2 separate regions of the Sus scrofa genome follow, and region 1 is linked to region 2. Evidence: chromatin contacts called from public HiChIP or PLAC-seq data. All regions are on one chromosome and are shown on one strand. The core of a region is the stretch at or near the end of the contact, and the rest is flanking DNA. Distances in the headings are between cores, read along the strand shown.

Region 1 (6,386 bases), core at 3,193-5,692, 110 kb before region 2:
GTCTTACAGGTATTTTTGCCTCCACCCTAAGCCAATTCAATCAGGCTTTTGTTTCCTAGACCTTACATTTCCCTCTCCAGGCTATTTTGGGAAACAAAAAAATCTGGTGCTTCCAGAGCCTGGGATGCACAATTAATGGGCAGGGGTGGGGTTAGGGGGTGGGTGTTGAAGGACTGGCATAAGGTGGAGGAAAGGGGCCAGGTAAATAATTAACAGCTGCTAAAAATATCCGCTTCTAAATACATTTGAACCCCAGAACACATAGTTGCTGAGTTCGAAGGTGATTCAGTGACTCCTTTGTGAAGGTCTCTAGCAAACTAGTTTGTCTGGGCATGATTTCCAACTCTGTCTTTCAGTAAAATGAAAAGGTTTACAAGGTGATCCCACTAACCCTTCCAATTTGTAAACATGAGTTTCTCCTTCCTCGTAAGGATAGAAGCCCCCCCATCGTTCTTGACAACAGACAGGTGAAGGACTTTGATCTCCAGGATTTTTTTTTGGTAGTAATCCTGCAGGGACTAGACTAAGTCCCAAGGCAGGTCAGCTCCTAGGAGTGGTGTAGGTATAGCTGGGGGGATCCCATAGGGAGTGGTGCTGGCCGTGCACAGAAGGGTCTCCCAGAGCAGGCTCAGTATAAAAACAGGCTGAAGTGGGGAAAGACAAGTCAGCTTCTTTTTTTTTTTTCTTTTTAGGACCACCCCGCGGTGTATGGAAGTTCCTGGTCTAGGCATCAAATCAGAATTATAGCTGCCAGCCTACACCACAGCCACAGCAACTTGGAATCTTAGCTGCGTCTGTGACCCACATAGCTCAGAGCAACTCTGGATCCTTAACCCACTGAGTGAGGCCAGGGATCAAACCTGTATACTCAAGGATACTAGACAGATACGTTTCCGAAGCGCCACCATAGGAACTCCTATTTGTTTTTTTTTTTTTTTTTTTTTTTTGAGACAAGTCAGCTTTATTTCAATTTAGGAGATTATGTTTCTGACATGAACTAGTTGTACTATTACAAAATTGATCTTAGATAGTTGACCCCATGGGTGTTATTTTGTCTCTTTTTATTTATTATTATTATTTTTTCTGTCTTTTTCTAGGACCGCTCCTGTGGCATATGGAGGTTCCCAGGCTAGGGATCGAATCAGAGCTGTAGCCGCTAGCCTATGCCAGAGCCACAGCAACGTGGGACCCGAGCCACTTCTGGGACCTACACCACAGTTCATGGCAATGCCACATCCTTAACCCACTGTGCAAGGCCAGGGATCGAACCTGCAACTTCGCAGTTCCTAGTCGGATTCATTAACCACTGAGCCACGACGGGAACTCCCTCTTTTTAATTTTAAAATTAATTATTATTATTTTTTGCTGCATCCTCGGCATGCAGAAGTTCCCAGGCCAGGGATCAAACCCACACCACGGGAGCAACCTGAGCTGCTGCAGTGACAATACCAGATCCTTAACCTGCTGGGCCACAGTGGGAACTCCTGTCTCTTTTTACTTTTTTAACTTTTTAAATTTTTTTTTTTGCTTTTTAGGGCTGCACCCACAGCATATGGAGGTTGCCAGGCTAGAGGTCAAATCGGAGCTACAGCTGCCAGCCTATGCCACAGATCTGAACCACACCTTTGACCTACACCATAGCTCATGGCAACACCAGATCGTTAACCCACTGAGTGAGGCCAGGGATCAAACCCGCAACCTCATGGTTCCTAGTTGGATTCATTTCCGTTGCACCATGATGGGCACTCCCCTCCTGTCTCTTTAAAAAAAATTTTTTTACCTTAACTTATACAAATAAAACATGAATACATCGTCTTTCCAAAACGTTTAAATAGTTCAGTAATACAGGAAACAAAAAGTAAAAGCTCCCTTTACCCTTCCTCATTCTTTTCCCATTCCCAGTGACAACCATCTTTGTCAATGAGCAACCCAATTGAAAAATGGGCAGAAGGCCTAAATAGACATTTCTCTGAAGATACACAGATGGTCAATAGGCATATGAAAAGGTACTCATCATTGCTAATTATTAGAGAAATGCAAATAAAATTACAATGAGATCCTACCTCACACCTGTTCGAATGGTCATCATCAAAAAGTCTACAAACAATAAATGCTGCAGAGCATGTGGAGAAAAGGGAACCCCCATACATTCCTGGTGGGAATGTAAATTGGTGCAGCCACTATGGAAAGCAATATAGCAGTTCCTCAAAAAACCAAAAATAGGGAGTTTCCACTGTGGCTCAAGGGGTTAACCCGACTAGTATCTGTAAGGATGCAGGTTTGATCCCTGGCCTCGATCACTGGGTTAAGGATCCACTATTGCTGTGAACTGTGGTGTAAGTTGCAGATGAGGCTCAGATTCTACATTGCTGTGGCTGTGGCTGTGGCCGGCAGCTGCAGCTCCAATTTCACCCCTAGCCTGGGAACTTCCATATGCCTTGGGTTAGGCCCTAAATAGCAAAAAAAAAAAAAAAAAAAAAAAAAAGACCTACTGTAGCAATTCTTGCCACTGTTTTATGTGGGGTTCCTGAGTATCCCATGGTTTGTTTGAAAGTCCCATAGAGACTTTCAGTAAAGGTTGCTGAGAGAGTTGGCCTCCAGGGGAGTTTCCGTCGAGGCGCAGCAGAAATGAATCGGACTAGGAACCATGAGGTTGCGGATTTGATCCCTGGCCTCGCTCAGTGAGTTAAGGATCTGGAGTTGCTGTGGCTGTGGTGTAGGCTGGCGGCTACAGCTCCGATTCCACCCGGGCCTGGGAACCTCCATGGGCCGTGGGTGGGGCCCTAAAAAGCAAAAAAAAGAAAAAAAAAAAGAGTTGGAATCAACCAAGGAATCAACCAAGGAATGGGCAGGTGGCAAAAAATATTTAGGAAATTATGGTAAGTGAAATTAGCCAGTCACAAAAAGACAAAATCTGCATGAATCCACTTATGTGAGACATGTAAAGTAGTCAAAATCTTAGAAGGGTAGTTTTCAAGCACTGGAGGAAGGAAATGAGTTGTTTGATGGGTATAGAGTTTCAGTTTTGCAAGATGAAAAAGTTTTTCTAGAGATCTGCTGCACGACATGCATATAGTTAACAGTACTATATGGTAACTTAAAAATGGCTACGATGGTAAATTTTATGTTGTGTTTTTTGTTTGTTTTGTTTTGGCTGAGCCCATGGCATGTGGACGTTCCCAAGATGGGACCTGTGCTGCACTTGTGACCTGCCCCACAGCAACGATGGATCCTTAACCTGCTGCTCCACATCAGGAAGTTATATGTTATATGTTTTTACCACATCCTCCTCCCCCCACGTGTAAGTTCTTGGGGCAGGATTCCACAGCCAGAGAAGCAGAGCAGTGACAAGAGAGCCTTAACCCGCCTTACATAATTTTTTTTAAAGAGACATATGGCTAGCAAACAAGAAACTTAGTGTTGCCTCAGGACAGCAGAGATTAGGATCGTTTTTCTCCAAAAGGTAAAAGATCCAACACTTTCTTCCCAATCTTCCCACCCTTCTGGGAACAGATGACCTCCAAATCTTTAAAAAGATATGTTCCCATGCTTTTTATTCCCAGAGCAAAAGGCATAAATATTCTTTTTTATCCACCTCCAGGGAGTGAGCCAAAAAGAGGACCTGAGCCTGAGCTTCCCACCTCTTTCTAAGGAGTCCCTTCCTCAATAGGCAGAACGAGAAAGGAAAGTTCTCTCCAGTAAAGTTAGGCAGGCTAGGACCAAATGGGAGCCTGGAAGACTACGTTCTCCAGCATGCATTGCTGCCCCTAGAGCGCATTCAGTGACTGAAGAATACGCACTACTTTTGCGACAGGGATGGGGTTGGGTGAACTACAGATCCCAGGATGCAAGGGCTACCACTCCAGTAACAGCCTGGCTTGCTTTCTGGAGCTGGCGTTCCCCGCCAAAGGGATACGCGGTTTGGGGAATGTTTGAGATTGGGAAGCCCCGTGGTCTATCGGATTTGACACTTCGAAAGAGGAAGGAGAATACGGGAAGGCTGCTTTTCACTGTAACTCAAAGTTGTTCCCGGGCAGGATAACAAGGGTTTAAGGGCCCCCCCCTCCTTTATTTATGGTTTCTCATAGCCAATGTCAGACACCCATTGGTGGAGGACTTCGAGGGCAGGTGGGAAGTCCGAGCAGCCCTACATCGAAGTTATCTGTCTCTCCTTATTGGTCTTCAACTCGAGCGCAGGCGCGAGGGCTCCGATTCCGGTCCCTGGGGACTGGTGAGCGGCAATTGGCCAAAGCCCGCGAAGTAGGAGTCTGGATTGGTAGTTGCTAGCAGGATCCTGGTTTCTTCCTTGACTTCTGCAAGTGATAGAGTGTGATTGGTTTAAATCCGCGGGCACCCGTCGGTGATTGGGTGGAAGCCACAGGCGGAGTACGGCCATTGGCTGGTGCTGGGGCCATCCCTCCTCGGGCGGGCAGCGAATGATGAAATGGGAACGGGGAGGGGAAAGGCCGCGACGTGAGCGCGCGACCTCCGGCGCCATTTTGTAGAGAAACAAGCGGAGTTAACCGAAGAGAGGGTCGAGGAGAGCCGGAGTCGAGGACCCAGGAGTTTCCTGTGTCCAGCGCTGCCGGAGCCGCCCGAGGTGAGGTGGGCTGGGGTCAGGTGCTGAGGCCGGCTGACGGTGTCAGCTACGGAACGCGGGTGCCGGTGCGGGAAGGAACCGAGGTGGTCCCGGGGCCATTGGGAACGTTTCCCGGCGCTCCGCGGAGTGAGGGGCAGTCGGACGGGGAAGTGGCGAGGCGGGAGAGGGCGGACTCTCTCCTCTTCGCTCGCGAGTCTTCGGGCTCTGAAGAGAAGCGGCCGAAGTGAAGGCTCCACGAAGCGGAAGGCAGAGCGCGGGATGAGTCTCGGGATGGCCCCCGGCCCGGGCCTGGAAGCTCTGAGGGTGGCGGTGGCGGCATTTGGGGCGGCTGGGCCTCGCCTCGCGCGGGCTGCCCCCTTCGCAGACCCCACGAGCTCCTCAACTGCCGGATGAGTGCAGTGGGCATGGGCGTAGGAGGCCTAGCCCCGGGGGCGAGGGGAGCGTGTTCCGAGTAGTTGCAGACTCCCAGTTCCTGTTGTTGGACCCGGAGCTGCCAATCCTCCTCCCCCCGCCCCCAGCACGTTGTCAAACCCCGAGTGTTTTCGGGTGTCCGCCGGTGGGAGGGGCGGGCGGGAGCGAGGCACTTCCTTATTACTTCTTGCCACAGGTTTTGTTCCATTCGCGCGCCCGGGCGCTCTCACACTCGCTCCGAAGTCGGCCCCCATCCACCTGGCCCAGTGTCTGTGCTAAGTGGCGTTTCTGCTCACCCATGGAAAGTGTCCTCCTGGTGAGCAGAGCACATGGAGGCTTCAGTGCTGGGGAGAGATTTTCTGCGGATCTTGTAGGGGTTACATAAGGCCAAACGCACAGATACTCCGTTTCAGTAACCCCCACCCCTGCAGGTTTCACCCCACCGGGCTCCTACAGATGAGCATCCCCACTAGGACTGCGCTTTAATGCTTCCTCTCTGTGGGTTTGGAAATGTTGTGTTTAAAGTAAACTTTGAGAAGAAAACTTTTGCTCTGAAGTCACTCAAAGGCCCTAATTTTTAGGATTCTGAGAACGTCTTTTTGTTGGTGGTAACACAGTTTTCTTTCCTTATTTCTCTACGTTCTGTTGCCATGAGGTTAACAACTAATTGATTGAGTCTCACTGATTACTTTTTGGGGAAAAATTCTGAACATTTCCCTCATGACAGTCCATTTGATAGGAACAGGTTCACATGGATGAAAAAGTGGACAAATAAAAAACTGGGAAGTAGGTCAATCAGATCAGGAACAAACTTGTTTTTGTAGAGGTATTTGGGTTTAAAATGCCAAGAATGGTAGCATAGTATTTTAGCTGTTAATAAGATGAATGGTAACAGTTTAAATAATCCTGTTTCGCTGCAAGTTGTTACCTTGTCTAAGGAGAAAATGATCTGATGATACATAAAGTTTTAGGCATCTAACTGGGCTTTGACTGAAATGGTCATACGATGAAACATGTTTGGAGAGTTGGTCCCTTTTCAACAAGTTGGGGTCCCAAGTCCTTCTGTGGAAACTTAAGTGTAGAATCAAGGCACAAAGATTCGACCACCAATAAATGAAAGTATTTCCCTTTCTTGCCGAAGATTATCATCTTAGAAGTTTTAAGGCAGAGTTTTGTGGCATGATAGTGGAACGGAACTGAAATGTCTTTGGTTCCCATTTCACTTGAATGGATCTGTGGCGTAGCTTTTTTCTTTGAGTCTCTAATATTTCTACTGGGGTTTTAAATCCCAGTCTCTTTAATATGGCCCTTGTCAGGCTAAGTGCTGTGGCTAACTTTGGGTTAAATCATTTAAAAAAAGTAAAAAACAGGAGTT
Region 2 (7,003 bases), core at 157-2,656:
TCACTGGAGAATACTCTAGATTGGCATTGTGATTGGCTAAGTGGTTTAGTATGTCTGCAGCAGGCACCATCAAAGGGGAGTTTGGTTCCTTTTCATCTTCTTCCTCCAGTGGTTCCTGAAAGCTGCCACAGAGAGAACTTTGCTAAAGCCCAGTGCAGGGGTGAGAGACCAGCTGGGGTTCACTGTTCTGTCCCCTCTCCTCCCTCAATAAAGTTCTAAAGTGGTTCTTTTCAAGGTTCTGCTCACTGACCTGTAGGCCATCACAAGAGCCACAAGCTGGTGGTAGAGTTCCAGAGAGCGAACCCTGGGGCTGAAAAGATCAGGGTGGGCTTCCATGAAGGGCAGCACGATGGAATAATACTCGCTGCGGATGTTGGCCAAGTCCTTCTCCACGGCCTCAGGTACGCCTGTGCCCTGCAGCAATCGCCGACGCTCCTCCTCTGGCCTGCAGTGACACCCCCACCCAGGTTCTTCATACACTAGCAGCTTGGGAACCTCGTTCCAAGGGCAGGGTGATTCCAGCCAGGTTACGGTTCTGGCGCTCCCCGGATCTCCCCTACGGCTCTCACCAGAACATGGGGTGCTCCAAGCGGCCCAGCTCGGGCCAGAGCGCAAAGTAGGGACTCCAGGGCGAGGCCGGGGCCTGCAGCTCATGGAGCAACGCCAGCAGCAGCGGCACCCAGCCCGACTGGCTCTGCAGCGCGCCTCGCTCTGAAGGAAACACAGAAATCAGGGCCCTGGCCGGCCCCTCTGGCCCGCCTCGGTGTCCTACCCAAGCCAGCGTGCCCACCTCGCTCCAGCAGGCCGCTGATGGAGCAGGTGTGCTGTGACAGAACTGCGGCCCGCGGCACCACGAACAGCAGCTCCCCGGCTGCACGCTCTCCCGGGCCACCATGCCGTAGCCGGCCACCGTGCCTTGCCGGCTCACCGCCACCTGAACAGGGGGAGCGACGGGTCAGAACTGGCCCGCGGCCCCGTCGCGCCCGCCTCCACCTCGCCACCCCCGCCCGCCCGCTCCACTCACCTTGGGGCTCAGCTCCAGGCCCACCCGCCGGCACCAATCAGGAAGCCGGCCACCGGGGCCGGGTCGTCGCCGCCTGCAGGCCCCGCCACCTGAGATAAGCAAGCGCAGTGGCGTGGACCGGCCAAGGAGAGCTCGCTGGGGGCAGAGGAGCCGGCGACGCGCGCGGAGGAAAGGGCTGGGGTTGGGGGAGGGGCTGCGGAGAGGCGGCAAAGGACCCGCCGCAGGGCGCGGAGCCGAGTCCGGGCCAGCGCTGCCGGCGAAGCGCGGTGAGGAAAGGTTGGCTCGCGCCCCCAGCCGCGACTTACCCGCCGGCGCTTCGCCCGAGTCGCCATGGTCCGCGAGCGCTCGCCCCAGCGACCCCTACACCCGCGCGGGCGCTTCCGGCGTACGGGGGGGAGGGGCAAGGAGGCCTTTCTGGGGCGGGGCCTATGTCTCCGCCCCTGGACCACGTGACGTTCGTCTCGGCTTCCAAGCAGAAGATGAATTAGGGTTTGCACCTGGTCACATCATTCCTGCTGAGAACGTCCTTGAGGCCAGGTGTCCCCAGTTGGGTTCAGAAAAAGTGCGGCCAGGTGCAGATAGATCTGTCCCCTTGCCGCCTTGAGACTGGTCTGAGCCAAGCACAACCCTTCCCCTTTTCGGTCTCTGAAAGCTGAGACGCTTCGGGGTAGAAGGCGGGTTTGAAGCGCAAAATCTGATTTCTGGATGAGACGCTAAAGCCTCGCGGCTGGCTGGCTGGCTGTGAGCGCACTCAGGTGGGCAGCCCCCTCCCTTCCTGATCTCTATGCATTTTTACTCAGTCCTTTTATTTGCTCAGTTAGAGCAGTTTGCACATGTGTTTCGGAGTGGTGTGGACAGGGCTCCCAGAGCTAGAATAGACCTACATAGCACATGGGGGGGATACTTTTATTTACATGCTTTTTTATAAACTCAATATCCATTTATTGGGTAAATGGCTGGGAGGATGAATCAGAAATGGTAAACATGGGGAAACAGCATGCCATTAAATTTTTTAAAATGGTGCAGCGAATATAGACGTTACAGGCCTCAGTTTTGAAGTCAAATAATGCCAAGGCCAACTCCCAGCTTGGCTTCTTATGAGGAGTAAATTCAGTTTTCTCAGCTGTGAAATGAAGATAATAATATCCTGTGGAATTAGTGCAGGGATTGGTAAAATAATGTGAAGAGATCTAGAAATACAGAGATGGTTGGGAAATGCCTGTCTTCCCTCTCTGAACGTTCCTCCCCACTTAAAACCCAAGAAGCACCAGCCTCATCAGCCTAAGATTCTGCCCACCTGGAAAGCTTCCCATGATGGGCACAGCATCACCATACTCAAATTCTTCTTAGTTTCTTTATTAGGTTTTCAGCACAGTTAACTCTTTCTATGTTGACAAGGGTTTTTGTTTTACATTTTGTCATCTCAAAGTCTCATGACATCAAGCCACCAGAAAACACAAAAGTAGGCTTTGTACAGAGAGGAAAATAATAAATTCCATTAAAATTTCACTTTGACCAAAGAAGAGACAACTTCCGATGGAAAACCACAGGCAGGAGGACTCAATATACATATGTATATATATATATAATGTATAGATATTTATAGATATCTCATCTGAAAGAACACAGAAAAAAAACAAAAAAAACAAAACCAAAACGAAACCCAAGATTCACAGCGCTATCTACATACAGTAAGAGGGATTAATTCTACCAGCTCTTCAAACTGTCACATTCGCTATTCAGAGGAAGCACGTGAGTGAATAGAACTGGGGACGCACTAACACTCCACTGGGCTCTAGAAGAGTCTAGAGTAATGGCTTAAGATTCTAGTAGGGGGTGATGTATGCAGAGGAAATGTGGATGCACGTGTCCCTCGGCTCCAGAGCACCCCCCATCCCCCCCCCCCCCACAGCCCTGCATTTTTAACTGCTCTCTCCTCTTCTTTTTACTCACTTTGGGGGTTGTGGCAATTGATTTAGGCCCAGAGACAAATGGTTTCTGGGCCAGGAGATTCTAAGTGAGTGAACGGGAAGAATATGGCCCGGCCCTGGGCATCAGGGGGCAGGAGGGGGCTGGGATGTGCGGGGAATCTGCCTGGCCCTTGTTCCCTTCAGGAAACTTCACCTCCCAGCCCAGGACCCATCTAGCCCCAGCCTTGAGACTACCCCGACCAGCTAGGATGGTGGTGTGAGACTGCCAAATCCCGCTCCCTCGGACCAGATTTCTCCAAAGGGACTCTCTCAGTGATGCCTGTGTGAAACACTGGCAGAGCTCAACCAGAACTCTCCCTAGAAACCCTTCCGGCATCCTTGGTCATGCTGCTACTGATTGAGTTGTCCTCTGTGAAACCTGGGGGCAAGAAGGGGGTCTATAGGAACTCTGAGCCACCACTGCCTGCCGGCTTCCAAAGGCAGTCACCATCCAGTTCTCCGAGATATTGTAGCCTTTAACCTCTGCCCTAGTCAGTGCCCCATGGACACAGGATCAGGGGACTTTCTGCCTCAGAGCCTTGGCTCAGAAATGGGACAGAGCCAGGAGGCAGCAGAGTGTGGGCTGGAAGGGAAGTCTGTGGAGTTCCTGCTCTCAAGGTCCTCCGTGTTCTGTCGTCCTTGGGCAAAGAAACTCCTTTCAGCCCCTGCCTGCCTGGTCTTACAGCAAGTACCAGGCCTGCCCAGAGAGCACCAGGAAAACTGCGGTCTGGTAGGAGCGCCCCCTTGCGGCTACTGTTCAAATGATTGTCACATGTGCCTGGAGGGTCTGGGGAGAAAGGCGCCTGCAGGGCTCCAGGGCTCCTGCCCTGGAGGGCTCCCGCTGCTGTCTCCTGGTTCTCATACCAGTGTCGGAGCTGGACCCCGTGCTCCTGCTGTCCCAGAACCCACCCCCTCAAAACCCTATCCCTTCTTCAAACCTCCCTTCCCAGGGAGTCAACCCATGCTTTCTTTAATCCAGAATATTACCCTGGATCCTGGCCAGAGAAGGACTCAAAGCCTCTCCTTAGCTAATCCCCTTCCTCCCAGGAACCCTGCCCTGACTGTGCCTGGGCCGTGGGGATGTGGGAGAGAGGGACTAAGTCAGCCAAGTTAACCAGGAGAGTGCAGGGGCAGGGTCGGGGGAGTGGGCCCCTCAAACCATCTGGAGACTGCTCTGCTGCAGCGTCTAAGCTGGAGCCCCTCATCTTTTTAAACAAAGGAGACGTAACCCTGTTTCCTCCCCTTCACCCTCACAAAAACAAAAGGGGAAATGAGCCATGTGAAGATGGCAGTGGAACATCAATGCGGGCGGGGAGCAGGGGGGCATCTTTGTGGGACCAGGGGCTTCAGCAGGACACCTCCATGGTGTGGTTGACCTGGCCCAGCCCCTCACTGCTCTCCGAGTGGGTGCAGGCCTGCGGGCGGCTGCCATCCACCGAGCTGGCACTGGTGAGGGATGCTGTGCGAGAGCGGGCAAGACGGGTCATGCTGGCCGAGGGCACTGTGGACAGAGAGGGCACCAGGATGAGGACCCGCGGGCGGGCCGGGCGCCAGCAGGTGAGAAAGGGATTCACGCAAGCAAAGCGGCCAGCGAGACCCGTTCTTTCCACCGAAGGCACAGAGGCCCCTCCCAAGCGGGGGTTCTACACCCGCTCCGTCAAGCCCGAGGCATGCAAGGCCAGCCTCGCGGGGAGTGAGCAGAGGGGCGGGGGCCGCAGGGGCCGCCTCACAACCGCTGGCCAGAGCTGTGGCCCAACCGGGTGCCCGGGTGTTGAGCTGGTGCAAGGATGGAATGTTCTTTCCAACTCCGCCCTCCCTCAAGAGGGATGACGGGCCTGGGGGACTAAGACCACGTCTGTAAAGAAGGGCAACGCGTGGGGGCCTCAGACGGCCCTAAATCCAGCTTCTGCCCTCACTCGGAGTTTCCCAAGTGAGACCTGCAGGGAGCGGATTCTACCTTCCTGACCTCAGCCAGCCACTCATCCAGCTCAGGCACGGCCCGGCCCTGACCCCGGGGGTGACACCTCTGAGAGCCCGAGCTCTGCCTCTGAGAGGTTCTGGTTCCAACGGGCTCTGGCAGCCACGGGGCCCGCGGCAGCCTGGAAGCAAGACTGATTTAAAACCCAGGCAGTCTAGAGCCCTCAGCGGGACAGAGCCCACAGAGGAGCAGGACACGGGACGTCTCCACGGCAAGATGCGGCCTGGCTGCAGCGCTGCACGAAGGAAGGAGCAGAGGGTACCGGGGTGAGGGGCGGGGCGGGGGTGTCCATGCATCAGGAGAAGGGGGGCTGTGGGGCTACCTGCTCCTCCACTCAGCCTTCGGTCCTTCAAGTATGCAACTAAGAGAGAAGACAGAGCCGGGGGCGGGGTGGGGGAGACAGAAGACGGGTGAAGAGGCGGTCCGGTGAGGCCAGGGCTTGAGACGGGCCAGGGAGGAGAGGAAGGCGCTGGGGGCTGGGGCAGGGCCAGGGCCTCAGGGAGCCCACTCCTGCCCACCTGCCCGGAGGGAACCACGGCACCGACTGATACCAGTCTGGCCCTAGAAGCCAGGAGAGCGGGGTGGGGCACACATCTTGCTCCTGCTTCTCCAGCCTGGGCTGCGGCCCTGGGGGGGCCTTTGGGGCCTTAACCTAGTCCCGCTGCCCTCCTCATTCCGCTGGGGCCCATCGGCAGAATGGGGGAGGCCTGCACGACCTCTCAAATCCCTCCCAGCTCTTGGGCTGCTTGCTGGTGTTTCTCCTGGGACCCTGAAACCAGGGTCCAGCCTGACAAGCACCACTTGTCCTCCTGTCCCACCAGTGTTCACCGAGTGCTCCCGGGCTCAGGGCCCAGCCTCGGAGCCCTGCGGGGGCTCAGTGTTGGTCTTGGCCTCTCTTTGCCATACTTCTCCACAGATAGGCTGGCACGGGGGTGGGGGAGTCTGTCCTGGCTGGGCTCCCAGCCTTCCCCTCACAGGCCCGTCCTCCCAAAGAGGCACAAGCTCCAGAGGCTGAAGTCTGGGGGGAGAAAACAAATTTCGGGAAGGGAGGCTGCCTCTAGCAGGAGAGCCAGGTATAAGGGGAGATGGACGGAATCAAGGAGCTATGTGTGTGTCACCAAGGGGACGTGGGTTGAAGGGACTCTCGAGCACAAGGGGAAGTTGGGGGCAGGCAGCGAGCCAGTTCCACCGCACGGCCCCCGTTACTTGGGTCTTCAGATCTGCGACCCCCGGGCTTGGCCGCCGTCAGCTCTCCTAACATCCGGATAGCCCCGGGGCCTTCCCCTGTCTCCAGACTCCAAGCCCACTCCTCTGATGCTCCTGGTCCCATTCGGCACCTTCTCGGGTGGTGGTGGAGGCCCAGCAGGCGGTGGGTGGTATGGATGACTCACCGTCAGGCAGGCTTCCCTGGCAGGACTCGGCCCCAGGCCCCCAGGGCTGTAGAAGAGCCCCCACCCCAACAGGCCCAGTCTGGCCAAAAGAAGAGTGGCCCACAGCCTCCCCAAGGGCACAGAGGGCAAGGCCTGGCCTGGCACTATGAACTTACAGCCTCAGTAGAGATGCCCTAGGGGCCCCCGAACACATGGGGGGGGCACATGGAGGAGAGAGTGTGGGGAGCGTGGCACAGCAGCCCATAACAGGACCTCATGCCCCCAGGCTGCTCAGCCCCTCCTGGCCACCTGTCCCAGGGCGGGGCACGGAGGAGGCATACTTACTGTAGCCCATGCCTTGCAGGAAGTATTTGAAGGCTTCAGTCAGCTTCCCGGGCTGCGGGAGGGGACGGAGGGACAGGCATGGGCTTTGACTGGCTGCCTGGGATTCAGGGAGAGAGGAGACTCCCCCCACCCCAGGCCAGGGAAGGGAGGGAGGGAGCGCCAAGAGTCTCACCTGTGTGACCTGGGGGAGGCCCCCGGAATCTGCCATCTGCAGGGGGAGAGAGGGGGGCGAGCTGAGCAGGGGCCCCCTCACACCACCACCCCCTCGACCAGTCACACCATCCTGCCGCCCCCCCCCGCCCCGCCCCGGGTGGGG

Evidence for each region. HiChIP or PLAC-seq counts read pairs in DNA pulled down with a chosen protein or histone mark.
Region 1: a contact with region 2 is called in an H3K27ac HiChIP or PLAC-seq map of skeletal muscle. The contact joins the promoter of CNOT1 here to the promoter of SETD6 in region 2. A contact is called at or near these places in 1 of 5 promoter capture datasets (liver), 17 of 47 Hi-C or Micro-C datasets (alveolar macrophages, blood, embryonic fibroblasts and 8 more) and 2 of 2 datasets of contacts at active chromatin or transcription factors (alveolar macrophages and skeletal muscle).

Annotation. Positions count from the first base shown.
Region 1 is chr6:20,370,356-20,376,741 of Sscrofa11.1, reverse strand. It overlaps CNOT1 (CCR4-NOT transcription complex subunit 1), which reads left to right and starts at 4,442. Exons shown (of 49, transcript XM_021093957.1): 1 at 4,442-4,600.
Region 2 is chr6:20,260,943-20,267,945 of Sscrofa11.1, reverse strand. SETD6 (N-lysine methyltransferase SETD6) reads right to left here and starts at 1,406. Exons shown (of 11, transcript XM_003355790.5): 1 at 1,330-1,406; 2 at 1,065-1,113; 3 at 1,025-1,062; 4 at 874-934; 5 at 791-871; 6 at 570-711; 7 at 251-445; 8 at 5-122. The coding sequence starts at 1,356. It overlaps NDRG4 (protein NDRG4), which reads right to left. Exons shown (of 17, transcript XM_021093970.1): 14 at 6,860-6,895; 15 at 6,688-6,739; 16 at 5,295-5,333; 17 at 2,365-4,495. The coding sequence ends at 4,341.